Linked DNA regions of Ovis aries: region 2 is linked to region 1. The links are chromatin contacts, called in public Hi-C maps. All regions are on one chromosome and are shown on one strand. The core of a region is the stretch at or near the end of the contact, and the rest is flanking DNA. Distances in the headings are between cores, read along the strand shown. Region 1 holds the start of NDUFS5 (NADH:ubiquinone oxidoreductase subunit S5). Region 2 holds the start of RRAGC (Ras related GTP binding C).

Region 1 (6,256 bases), core at 1,264-3,763:
CAGGGCACAATGCTAAGGAAAATATTGGGTTCGCCAAAAAGTTTGATGGGAAAACCCTCATGAACTTTTTGGCCAACCCAATATGTGAGAATATGAGGAAGAACACTGAACAGGTTAACACAGTTAACTTCCTTGACATGGTACCTAAGTAGAGAAGGTATTTCACACAAAAGTTTTGCCAATTCACATGGGGCAAGCCAATGCCCAGTGATCAGTTAGAAGTATTTAAAAGTAGCTCTAGAGAAACAAGGAAGTAATTCCATTCCCATCTTCATCACTTCCTCACCGTTTTCTGTCGAAGCAGACATTCTCTGAAATCCTCAAATTCTATTTTGCACTCCTTCTCCGCTCGGATACTACCGATTCCATGTGCACACTCTATCCATTCTTTCTCAAAAGCATGGCATCGGGCTGGAATCCTGTGAGGCTGCTCAGCACTCTGGATTGTCATCCAGTGGTCTAAGTCAACACCCAGCTTTTTCTGCACATCAAAGAACGGCATGGCTGAAGTGGAAGGGGAAAAAAAGGAATGCCATAAAGTTGCAGTCAAAAGAGAAATTTCTGAGAAAAATGAGATAATTATGACAAACCACCCTCTAGAAAGATATTTTGTACCAGTCTCCCAATTTCTTCTCCCCAAACTTTTTCATTACACAAGTTCTTCCAGTTCATGGTAGATAAGCAATTTTCATGCTCTCACAAAACTCAAACTCCAGGAAAAGGGAACTAGAACCAAAAAACAATGCATTAAAAATCCTCTATATTGATAAGGTCATTTTAATCAAAAGTTGAAAAGTGTGTTTTATTGAATTTTTAAAATATATGTTATTTATTTGGCAGTGCAGGGTCTTAGTTGCAGCATGCAGGATCTTTAGCTGCCGCAGGCGAACTGGGCTCTAGTTTCCTAACCAGGAATTGAAGCCAGGCCTCTGCATTGGGAGTGTAGAGTCTAAGCTACTGGACCACTAAAGAAGTCCCTGTATTGAATATTTTGACTCAGTAATCCCAATGCTTTGAGATAGATCTGAAGAAATAACTGAAATAAAAAAGCACAGCATAAAAACATTTCTTTCCACTTTTCGATCCATAATAACTTAGATGACACTTCTAAGAAGCCATCTTGAAGCGGGAATGTCATCCTGTGTTAGCACAGCATCAGCTCGCAGACCTTCCATAGTACCTTGCACGCCCCTGTAATGTACTATTCATATGCACATCTCCTTTTCGAACAACTCTGAGGATAGGGACCAGTCAGGTAGGAGCTCAATAATTGTTGGGGGAAAAAAAAAAAGAAATTCAAACAACTTAAAAGTGCAACAATAGAGAAAGTTAAAGTGTTTGTCTCTCAGTCATGTCCCCACTCTTTTCCACACCATGGACTGTAGCCCACCCGGCTCCTCCGTCCATGGAATTCTCCAGGCAAGAATCCTAGAGTTGGTTGCCATGCCCTTCCAGGGGATCTTCCCAACCTAGGGATCGAACCCGGGGCTTCTGCATTTCAGGCAGATTCTTTACTGTCTTAGCCACCAGTGAAGCAACAGAAATGAATAATTAAATCCAGTACCCATCTGGTAAGACAATGGTGGGGGGAGGATAATACACATGAAATATACCTTTTAATGTTTAATGAAAAAAAGGAGGGGGTTACAGTAATGTAAAAAAAAAAAAAACTTCAAAAGAAGACTGAAAGGAAGCACAAAAAAAGGTCAACAGTTACGTTTATGAGTGGTAGGCTTACAGGTGAATGTAATTTTAAAGTTTTCTACCCAGTCATTTCTACCCAGATTGATAATTTTCTTTCAGTCATTTACTGAGTAATAATGTTCCAGTCACTGGGATGGGGGTGGTGGGGAGCAGCTGCAACCTAAGCACTAGCATAGGACACACAGAGGGAGCTGGGAATCAACGGGCGAGCACAAGACGTAAGGAGGAAGCACCTATTCTGTCCAGGAAACTGGGGAAATGCCTTTAAGATGGGTGGCGTTTGATACGGATCAAGGGCAGGTCGTTGACAGAGTATTCCATTGGGGCACACGCTGCACGAGTTACAGCCGGTGTGCTGGGTTATGTCTGGGGTACACTGAGCACCCAGACGCGGCTGGAGCGCAGAGTGCACGTCGGGAAGAACGCAAAGAGCTTTAGAGGCTGGCAGGGCCTAAATCCCGCAAGGCCACTCAGCAAGCTGGGAAAGGAACGTGGACTTCAGGTTAAGAAACAAAAGGCCAAGTATGAGTCTGTCAGAAAGTTAAGTCAACCTGGAAAAAGAGCCGAGAGAGGCGCGCTCTATAGGCTTCAGTGACATAGGCTGTGTGGACCAAGGAGCCTGGGAAAGCAGAAAATATGGCCAGGAGAAAGGTCATCCACCCAGCAAGCCAAGAGAAAATCTGTTAAAGAGCTCTCGGAAGGACGCGCTTTAGGCGCTATCGCCCAGCGGACACACACAGCCCCTACCGTCCGGCCGCTGTGTCCTTTTCTCCTCGCTGGCCGCCTCTCCTAGACGATCCTCAGGCTACGAAGAGGCCTGCCGCAAAGGAAGCCCGCTGCGCGACTCTTGCAGCGCGACGCCGGGAGCCGACCTGCCTTCCGCCGTCGCGCCCCGGAACCATAGAGACCAAGCCCATCTGTCTGCGCCTGCGCGGCCGTCTGAGTTGACCTCCAGAGACTGCTGACGAGCGGACCTTGCCCAGATAACCGCGTGAGAGGCATCCCCAGGGTTTAGTGATTTCCTGCTGCTTCCTTCTTCAGTGCCTGGGACTCTCACCACAGCTATGATTGGTGCGGGACTTGACCAAGGAAACCCTCTTCATCCCCTTCCAGTGGCGGTTAAGCTCATGGAGTGTGAACACACCCAGGGTGGGTTCCAGTTCTTGCTCCGCCACTTGTGTGTCACCTGGCAAAATTTCTTAACCTCACTATGTTTCTGTTTCATCTAAGATAAAAATAATCTTAAAAGATAATAATACAGTGTATAGAGTTGCTTGGGGGATTAAGTGAGTTCTATTAAAGCACTGGGTTTCCCAGGTTGCCTTAGTGGTAAAGAACCCGCCTGCCAATGCAAGAGACGTAAGAGAAGAGGGTTCGATCCCCGGGTCAGGAAGATCCTCTATGGCAACCCACTCCAATATTCTTGCCTGAAGAATTCCATGGACAGAGGAGCCTGGCTAGTTACTGCCCATAGAGTCTCAAGAGTCGGACAGGATTTAGCGAGTAAACCACCACCGAACCACTGAGGCGTTTCCTAGCACGTGGAAGGCACTCTAAGACAATCGCAGTTCTTTGTGTCTCAGTTTTTAAAGTTTACGGATTTTGGAGAGTCGTCAGAGACCATGCCCCTCTGTTTCCGAACCTCCAGAGGTTCCCCTTGATTACAGCAGGAGCCCCAGATTCACTGGAGACAGAAGGTTTTGTTGATGCAGATGGGGGTAGAGGGGCCCCAGGAGCCCGATGTGGGTGGAACCGAGTCAGTCAGCAGGTGCATGAGGCCCAGGGACATGGGGGTAGGTTCGGGCACATTCATCTTACTAGGATTCAGTGGCTTCTTCCCTGTGGAAGAGAGAGCATCTTGAGGGCGGAGCAATTTGAAGAGCAGTGAGGGAGAGGTTAGGTTCTGCCGAGCCCTCTGGAGAGAAGGCACCAGGACAGGCAGCAATATCTGTGTGGAAAACTAGGTCAACTGGTGAGTAGGGGGAAATGGGGAGGCTTCTTGGAGGAGGGGTCCGACTTTGACCTGGGTGAGCTCTCAAGAATACTTGGTGTTTCCAAGCAGAATGGGGCAGGGCCCAAAGCCCCTTTTCCTGTGGGTCCCCCTTAAGGGGAAAAAGACATTTGGGGACCCCCATAAGCAAGGGGGTGCCAGAATTAGTCCTTAAGGCACAGCTGGGGGCAGACGAGGCACCGAGACACAAAGGCGCAACCGGTGGAGGGTCAGGGGCAGCCTCCAAGCTGGGTGCCAGGTCACAGGAGGATGCAGGACTGCCCATGCTTGATTGGCACGGTGTTGAGCACTGCCGGACGGCCTCGGTAAACACTTCCTTGACGCCATCCTGCTGCAGGGCCGAGCACAGCTTGGATCTGCTGGGCCACCACCTGGCCCAGCTCCTTCAGGCGCCTTTAGGGTGTCAGGTCCTTCTTGGTGCCCACCAAGAGGATGGGCACCTCGGGGCAGTGGTGGCACACCTCTGAATGCCACTTGTGCTGCACATTCTCATAGGAAGGCAGATGACAATGGAGAAGATGACAAACATGTTGGTCTGAGGGCAGGAGAGTGCGGAGGTGATCATACTCCTCCTGGCCTGCTGTACCTACAGGTTCGGGTTCACTGGGCACCCGTCAACTGCACTCTGGGCGTATAGTTGTTGAACACTGGGGATGTACTCCTTGGGGAAGGCGTTGCTTGTGTAGCGTGTTTTGACCACAGCCCCTTCGCTTACCACCACACACCTGATGCTCTGCATGGTGGATGCAGGTGCTGTGGTGGAGACTATGCCTCTTTCCTTTTCTGAGTCCTCCTGGATCAGTGACCTTATGCCCTCCCCAAGGCAGGGAAGATGGGGGTGGCGGCAGTGGCTCTGGACTGCAGATTTCTTTTTCTTTTAAGTGATGAGCTCTCAAAACTGTTAGAGAAGTCCAGTGTTCCAAACTTCCCAGGCTCATTGTCCAAAACTGCCTAATGCCCCGACCGAGAGCTTGCTCTTCCGTGTATTCCAGGAATATCCTGTGATCCAGTCTCTCTCTCCCTTTTTTTCTTCTTTCCTTGGAAGGATACTGATTCCTCCCTCCCCCACTTCCATTTCTGCATGCCAAATTCCTGTTCTGCTTCAGGACTTTTGCATAGGTTTTTCTCCAAAATGCATCAACTATCAACCAAGCCCTAGTTTCATCCACTCTGAGGAGAATGCCTGAGGTCCCACGATGTACTGGTTTTGTTCCAGCATTCCAATTCTCCTTTCCTTCCCTCCTCATCAGATATGTACCCCATCTTAGATCAGTTTCAGTTCAGCTAGAATTTCCTGGGCACCTAATGCATGTCCAGCACAGTACTGGAGGATGATGGAAGTGGTAACTCATGGCCCTTGCCTACAAAATACTAGAGGTAGCAAGGGAGTGATCACCACCACCCCTTTCACTTCTCCCATTTAATGTTGGTGATAGCACCTTTCCAGCCATTCAGGTAGTAAACTCTGAAGCTGTATTTTGCCTTTTCCTCCTGCTTCATCCAATATTTAATCACTGGCCAAATGCTTTCGAATATTCCTTCAATAGATTTTCAAATTTATTTCTTCCTTTCTGCCTCCTGGCTCCTCACTTCAGTCTGTTTTGCACTAATCTTTCTAAAATATTAATTTCATTGAATCATTCCTCAGATACCAGGTGGGGTAGATTAGTACAAAGATGGCAGTTCAAAAGCCTCCAAGGCCAGAGCTAGCTCACTGTAAGGAAATGAAAACAAAAGCATTATGATAAATGGGAACTGATCCTTGGCCTCAGTTTGGGGGAGAGGGATGGTGGGGAATATGCAACCTGAAGAGCATATGTCCCGGCTAAAGGGGGCAGCAGCTCCTCAGCTCCACTCTTGCTGTCAAGAATCAGGGCTCCAAACTGTCAACTCTTCAAATTTTTCACGAGAAGCCAGACATTTTTTGTTATTGCTTAAATGTGAAACATTCCGTTGTAAAAAGCCAGGCAACTAATTTTTTGTTTTTCAAGTGCTGACCAAACAAAACCCATCATGGAAATGGCCTTTGAGCTGCCAGATTTCGAATCTTGGATGGAGAGAAAATTACAGACTGGGAAAGCAATTTACTTTGAACTTTGATGGTTTTTCACATCCAGCCTTACTCTCTTCTTACCCTCTCTTCTTATTATTGTTGCTTTTCTGAAGATTCAAATCTGATCATTCAGAAAACACTTCCTGAGCTCTTATCTCAACCATGACCCTTGTTGAGTTCTTGGGATGAAGGCACAGAATGCCGTGACAAGTGGTTAAAACAAAGATGAATAAATGGAGAATGCAAAGGAAGGGGGTCATTCATATTGCTTGGGCTCTGTGTAAGGTTATTCAAGAAAAGGTCCAGATTTTGGGGTTTGGCATTCAAGACCATGATCTGATTTCTTTCCATTGGTAACTCCTCAGATCCCATTGTTCATCAACCGGTATTCAATACCCTGGTGTTCTCAAACATCCAGAACTGTTCTCATGCTTCCAAATTTTGTAGGATCATTACAGACTTCCCAATGTCCCCTGGGGCAAATGCCT
Region 2 (6,256 bases), core at 1,779-4,278, 140 kb after region 1:
GTTTTTGTAGGGGAATCAGATATGGCAGTGGCCCCCGACTCCAGTACTCTTGCCTGGAAAATCCCAGGGACGGGGGAGCGTGGTGGGCTGCCGTCTCGGGGGGTCGCACAGAGTCGGACACAACTGAGGCGAGTTAGCAGCAGGAGCAGATATGGCTGGAAGAACATTTACTTGAATTGGTTTATCTTTTACCAGTTTGAGTGCCTCCTACAGGGACAGCAGTGGGCTGAGTATTATAAAGATGAATGACTTGAAGTTAACTATAAGACATGTATATAATCACAGTGTGGGATAGGATGTGCTAAGAACGGTAAATGATAATAAAACATGGCCTCATGAGGGGTTTTGGAAGAGGAGACATGGCTTCTTTAAGCAGTTGGTGTGATAGTCCCTTTGTGGACAGGCAAGTAGAAATTTTTTCTGGCAGCCAGCACTCATTTTTTTCCCTAATAAGACTGGTATTAATATTTATGTAAATCAGGTGATTGTCTCCTGTACCATCCTTTTGAAAAATGGCAACCTGTGAGTTGGATAATCAGACTTTTGGGGGGAAATGACATGCTTACACTGCTGTATCAGTCAGTGCTATGTAAGAATTCAGGGTGAGCCTGGCCTCTGCAGGTCCTCTTCAACGTTTCTATCAAGGATCTGGATGAAGACAGTATACATGATGCTCAATGGAGTAAAAAAAGGATCCGATCTGTTGAGTTCCTGCTGTTGCAGCTGCCTTATCTGTAAAATGTAGATTTCATATCTTGCCTATCTCACAAGGTGTTATAAGGATTAAATTAAATATAATGGATGTAAAAAGTACCTTGCAAATTGTAAAGGACTACATATGGGTCAGATGGTAGTAATGCTAATTCTCTGTTTGCCACAGAGTTGGAAGGGCTGGTTGGTAGACGATACTGAGATGAGCTTGAAAATGATTCACAACTTGGGAATGCCTAAACTTCACGGCCTAAATGAAAAAGTTGAAATATCAAGTCTTACATTGAGGTTAAAAATGCAGCTGTACAAGTTTAGGCACTTAGGGATTGCTGACAAAGTACTGGTTCCAGTGACTGTTAGTGTGAACCACTTACAGTCTGTATATTTTTTTAAAAATTCCATTCTGGAAAGCACTAATAGAAATACTGTCCAGGTGCTAAACAATCACCCTGAAGGCTCTATTGGTCCTTATTGTGTTGTAGGTGTCAGACATTTGATGGATGTTGACAAGCTCAATTGCATATAAATGTGGAGAGTACATTTGAAACCACAAAGCTGTATTGTCCAACATGGTGGCTGCTAGCCACATCTGGCAAGTAAAATTAAAAATTCAGTTCCTGAGTCACACAAGCAGCAATTTAAGTGCTCAATCCACACTGGCTACTATGTTGAGCAGTATAGATGTGGAACATTTCTGTCATCACACGAAGTGCTATTGGACATTACTGTAGAAGGCTGGGCTGAAGTATGTTTAATGTGGAACAGAGAAGACAGTGGGTAATGAAAACTGTAATCCAGTATCTGAGGTGCTGTCATAAAAAAGATGACCACTGCTAATAGACTATGGTGTATAAGCTCCAAGGAGTGTGATTTTTGGCCTGAATAAGAGACTTCTAAGCCAAGTTTTACTACAGTGGAATTGTTTCCTACTGAGATAGTGAGCTCTCTTCCCTGGGCTCTACTGAAATGTATGCTGCAAGTCTTTCATGCAGCGTCAGAGACGCTGTACAGTAGATTCTTTTTAGGTGAGAGGTTGCACTAGATGACCTCTAAGGATGTCCTACCTTTAATTTTGAGATTCAGACAAAACCAACTTCTAGATGTGCATACCTGCTTTCCCTTCATAATCAAGAAAGTTTCCTTGAAAGATCAATATCACCACCCATGTCCCCTTTAAGAGGAGGACCCCGGAGGAGGAAATTGGTTAAATTTCCAATTCTAAAGCCGCCCTGTGAAGAGTAAAATTCCTCTAGCTTTCCCATATTTTGGTGACAAGCATTTGTTCTGGTCAGCTTTCATTATTAATGCCTTTGGTCTCTGATCTGAAGGAGATCACACAAGATGCAATGTTTCATGGGGTGATGGAATTACTACAGAAGTAGATACTGGGTGGGGAGGAGTCGTCGTCAGATCCTGATAAGTCAAACAGTAGCAGTATTCATTGTCAGTGATTTGCTGAAGAAAGTGGGTAAGACATTCTAGCTTACTAGCATTTGCTTTCCTATCAGGGGCCAGCTACCTGCTAGAACGAACTATCTCACCGATGACTCTGCCTCGTTTGAGGTTTTGCCCTCTGGCTAGCTCCTCCTCTCTACCTTTGAACACCTCAACCAATGCCATCCTTCCAGACCTGTTCAGACGCCAGCTCCTTAGAGATGCTCTCACCCACCCATGCTGAGCATTTCTATCTGCATCTTTGACCTTCCCACTTCTATCTCATACAGAAGCTACTTACTCAGAGGTCCGATCTCCATTAACCCTGGGGCAACTTGAGGGCAGGCAGGGTCCAAGGTAGTTCCAGTTTTGTGCCCCTTCTGCCCCAGGACTTCGCGGGCATCAGTAAGTATTGGTTGGGCAAGCACAATAGTAGGAGGAGGACAATCAATTCTCCCAAGTGCCCAGAGAGCGTCACTCATTGTGTTGGCCTCCGGAGTCCCGAAGAAGGCAGGAGAACGGTGAGGAGCAAGGCGCGTGGCTGGCTTGGACGGAGGTGCGGGCTGGGGCGGAGGGCAGAGGGCTCGGCCCGGCTACCCTCCTCGTGACTCCTCCTCCCCCCTCCACGGCTCCGAGTCAGGTGATTCCGGGCACGTGACGGGCACCACCTACCTTGCTGCTCCCGAGTGGCAGCTGGGGCGACCAATGAGGGGCCAGGCTCGGGCGGGGAGCCTATGAGAGCCGGGCGCCGGGGGGCGGGCCGCACAGCGGCGGCGGCTGCCGGGGGCGGCGGCGGCAGCGGCGGCGGCGGACTGGGGAGGCGGCGGCCTGGCTTGGCCTGGCCTGGCCTGTCAGGGCGCGGGCGGCGGCGGCTCCAGCACCATGTCCCTGCAGTACGGGGCGGAGGAGACGCCCCTCGCCGGCAGTTACGGCGCGGCGGATTCGTTCCCAAAGGATTTCGGCTACGGCGTGGAGGAGGAGGAAGAGGAGGCGGCAGCCGCGGGCGGCGGGGTTGGGGCGGGGGCCGGAGGCGGCTGTGGCCCGGGGGGCGCTGACAGCTCCAAGCCGAGGATTCTGCTCATGGGCCTGCGGCGCAGCGGCAAGTCCTCCATCCAGAAGGTGAGTGGGGCCGTTCGGGCCCTCCGCCCCTCCCCCTCCCTCCCCTCCTCGGGGGCGCTGGGGGCCAGCCGGGAGGGGAGGCCCTGAGGAGGGCGGCGGCCGGGGTGGCCGGCTGGGTTGTCCCAGCGCGCTTTCTCTTCTCTGGGAAGCAGAGCCCGGGCGCGGTACGCGCCGGGACCCCGATCTCGGAGTCCACGCCCAGGTCAGCCGAGGCCGAGTGGATCCCCGCACTCCCTGAGTGGCCGGAGCGAGGCAGGTGCCCGTGGCCTCACCTCCTGGGCCCTCACTTCCTGGGACCCAGCCCCCATGCCATTCATGAAACTGAGACTTGCTCCCCGGTTCTAACTTTCCCACACTCCTTACCCGACTCCGGTTGTGTGTGCGCCTCTCACTTCAGGTGACCTGAGTTTGCAGGGCTTCCCAGGTGAGCCCCAGGGAGCAGCGTCAGAAAGAGTTGTGACTAACTCCTTGGTGTTTGTAATGCCTGCTCTTGTTGCTAGTACGAAGGAGACTTCACTGTGACATTCCTTAGTGGGAATGGGGGCTGTTCTTCCACCTGTTTTAGTACTTTTAGCCCGGTGAGTATAATTAGTAGTGATTTCCCCTCTGTGTGTGTGTAGCTACAAAAGTCTTGAGACCTGGAGAATATTTACAGACCTTTGTACATGTGCTTTTACTTGGGAAATGGCAGGAGAGGATGGAGGGCTATTCGCTTTTTTAGTAAGGGGGAATAGAGGCAGGGTTGACCACCTCCATCAGCCATTCCTCTTAAACACAAGGTGAGCTGGCGATAAAATGCCAGATCCCTGGCTTTTTGCGCTTTTCATTCTGTGGCAAAGATCTCTCCAAAATAAATCTCTGCGTGATATTCTGTAGACATGATAATTTTAAAAAGTAGCCTTCCAAATTTACGGGATTACTATGTTTTATTATCTTTTCACCGTTACAGCAAAATCTGAGTACATTGATGGCAGGTTTTTAGCAAACTGGTTTTGATTCGTTACAGTGTTACTCACAGTCTAAACCTCAGGAGTAACTATCCATTTTTCCCATCCAGCGAGTAGAGAGAGGGAAATTCCTTTTGTGTTGGAATTGTGTGGATTGTGATAATTGTGATTAACAATTGCGTTTACCTTTTTTTTTTTTTCCTCATGGGAGCTGTCTTTTCCTTGTCAAGTCCCATTCTTCCCCTCCTCATGAATATTCCTTCTCTACCAATATGCCTTTTCCTATTTGGTATAATTTGCCTTTATTTCTTCCACAAGACTGCAAACCCATGAAGGACAGAGTCCAGTCAGTTTATTTTCTAATTGTTTGTTAGAGCCTGATGTGGGCATTCTGATAAAATTTTAATGAACAAAACTACTTAAACTTTAGCTATAAATTTTCATAATCTTAGAGCAGATTTTGGCAGAATTTATACAATGAGGAGAAAAAAAAGACTGAGGAGAGACATTGCTACTGCTAGTATTGTATACAGACAGAGAAAATAGAAAAGTTTTAGCTTTTCTGGGTGATTTGGTTTTAGTAATTTGGTATTTTCTGTTCTGTTACAAGTTAGAGGATAGTGAGTACCAATGGATATACCATTCACGTTTCATCTCTCTCAAAATTTTTGCTGTAGGGTCACATTCTTTATGTTAATTCTGGGTGGAGTTTTGTACTTATTTTAAATAAAAAGTGGAATAGTCATTAAATTGTCCTTTTTTCTTTTAACAGGTGGTGTTTCATAAAATGTCACCCAATGAGACCCTCTTTTTGGAAAGTACCAACAAGATTTACAAAGATGACATTTCTAATAGCTCCTTTGTGAATTTCCAAATATGGGATTTTCCTGGGCAAATGGACTTTTTTGACCCAACTTTTGACTACGAGATGATCTTCAGGGGAACGGGAGCGTTGATATACGTCATTGATGCACAGGTAGTTGGACATGACGATGTTTACTTTTCTTCTCTGATGGCGGAAGATGTAGGAACAAAGGAAAGTTGTTTATCTTGTCATGTGCTTCTTGCAGTTTGTTTCTTTGCCACTAGATTTCCTAACTCTGAGAGGTGTACCTGCAGAGGTGCTTTAGGAGCAGGCATGCCTTTGTGCAAGTACAGAATATGAGATGACTAGGAGATAGGGTTTATATCTCTGAGTTCTAGTTAGTGAGCAGTGTTCCATTTTTGTTAATAGTAGATATTGCTATATTTTTATTAACTGTTGTAATGTTGTCACCCACTGAAAAGGTCTTATCAGTGTCTGTAATGAGGAATGTGAGAACTGAGTCAGTAAATATTAAGTGAATAGTTTCTTTAGTTGTCCAAATTCATTTTAGCTCAGCTAGCACTTATTGAGGGCCTAGCATGTGGCAGACACTCAGATAAATGGGACATGTCTCTATCCTTAAGAATCTTAATTTTTTTCTAAGCTTAAGCATTAGCTAGGAATGAGTTCTGAGGTACAGACTCTGTTATGAGTGCGTTCATATGTATGACCTAATTTAATTTCTTCTTCACAGTGCTGTAAGGTAGGTATTGTAACTACAATTCTATGGCTGAGTAAACTGAGATCACAGAATTTAAGCAATCTGCTTAGAGTCACACATCTAATAAATGGCAGAGCTGGGATTACTTAAAAAATTTTTTATTGGGAATAAGTGTCCATTTCCATTTCCTTTTCTTATCAGTATTAAAAATTACAAGCATTAACTTGGTAGTTGAATTCTTAACAAGAGAGATTGAAGATCTATTTAGTGGTATAAGTTAATGTAGTTGTTTGAATACTTATGAATGATTAGGGTAATATATATTCTGTGGTTGGGGAAAGAGGTGGTTTGAGGCTTTCCTAACGTAAGATTTCTTTTTAAAAAATATTTTGTTCTGACTTACAGGATGACTACATGGAGGCTTTAACAAGACTTCACATTACTGTTTCTAAAGCCTACAAAGTTAACCCAGACATGAATTTTGAGGTTTTTATTCACAAAGTTGATGGTCTGTCTGAT

What was found. Hi-C and Micro-C count contacts between places; a contact is called where the count stands out from the background.
Region 2: a contact with region 1 is called in a Hi-C map of liver, with 2.2 times the contacts expected there. The contact joins the promoter of RRAGC here to the promoter of NDUFS5 in region 1. A contact is called at or near these places in 3 of 16 Hi-C or Micro-C datasets (hypothalamus, liver and muscle).

Annotation. Positions count from the first base shown.
Region 1 is chr1:13,730,554-13,736,809 of ARS-UI_Ramb_v3.0, reverse strand. NDUFS5 (NADH:ubiquinone oxidoreductase subunit S5) reads right to left here and starts at 2,513. Exons shown (of 3, transcript XM_060395334.1): 1 at 616-2,513; 2 at 287-504. The coding sequence starts at 502. It overlaps LOC114114099 (a long non-coding RNA gene), which reads left to right and starts at 2,605. Exons shown (of 2, transcript XR_003588956.3): 1 at 2,605-2,853. It also overlaps the pseudogene LOC132657399.
Region 2 is chr1:13,586,555-13,592,810 of ARS-UI_Ramb_v3.0, reverse strand. RRAGC (Ras related GTP binding C) reads left to right here and starts at 3,028. Exons shown (of 7, transcript NM_001161867.1): 1 at 3,028-3,264; 2 at 4,984-5,187; 3 at 6,143-6,256. The coding sequence starts at 3,028. It overlaps LOC121819013 (a long non-coding RNA gene), which reads right to left and starts at 2,715. Exons shown (of 2, transcript XR_006059127.2): 1 at 2,447-2,715; 2 at 1-961.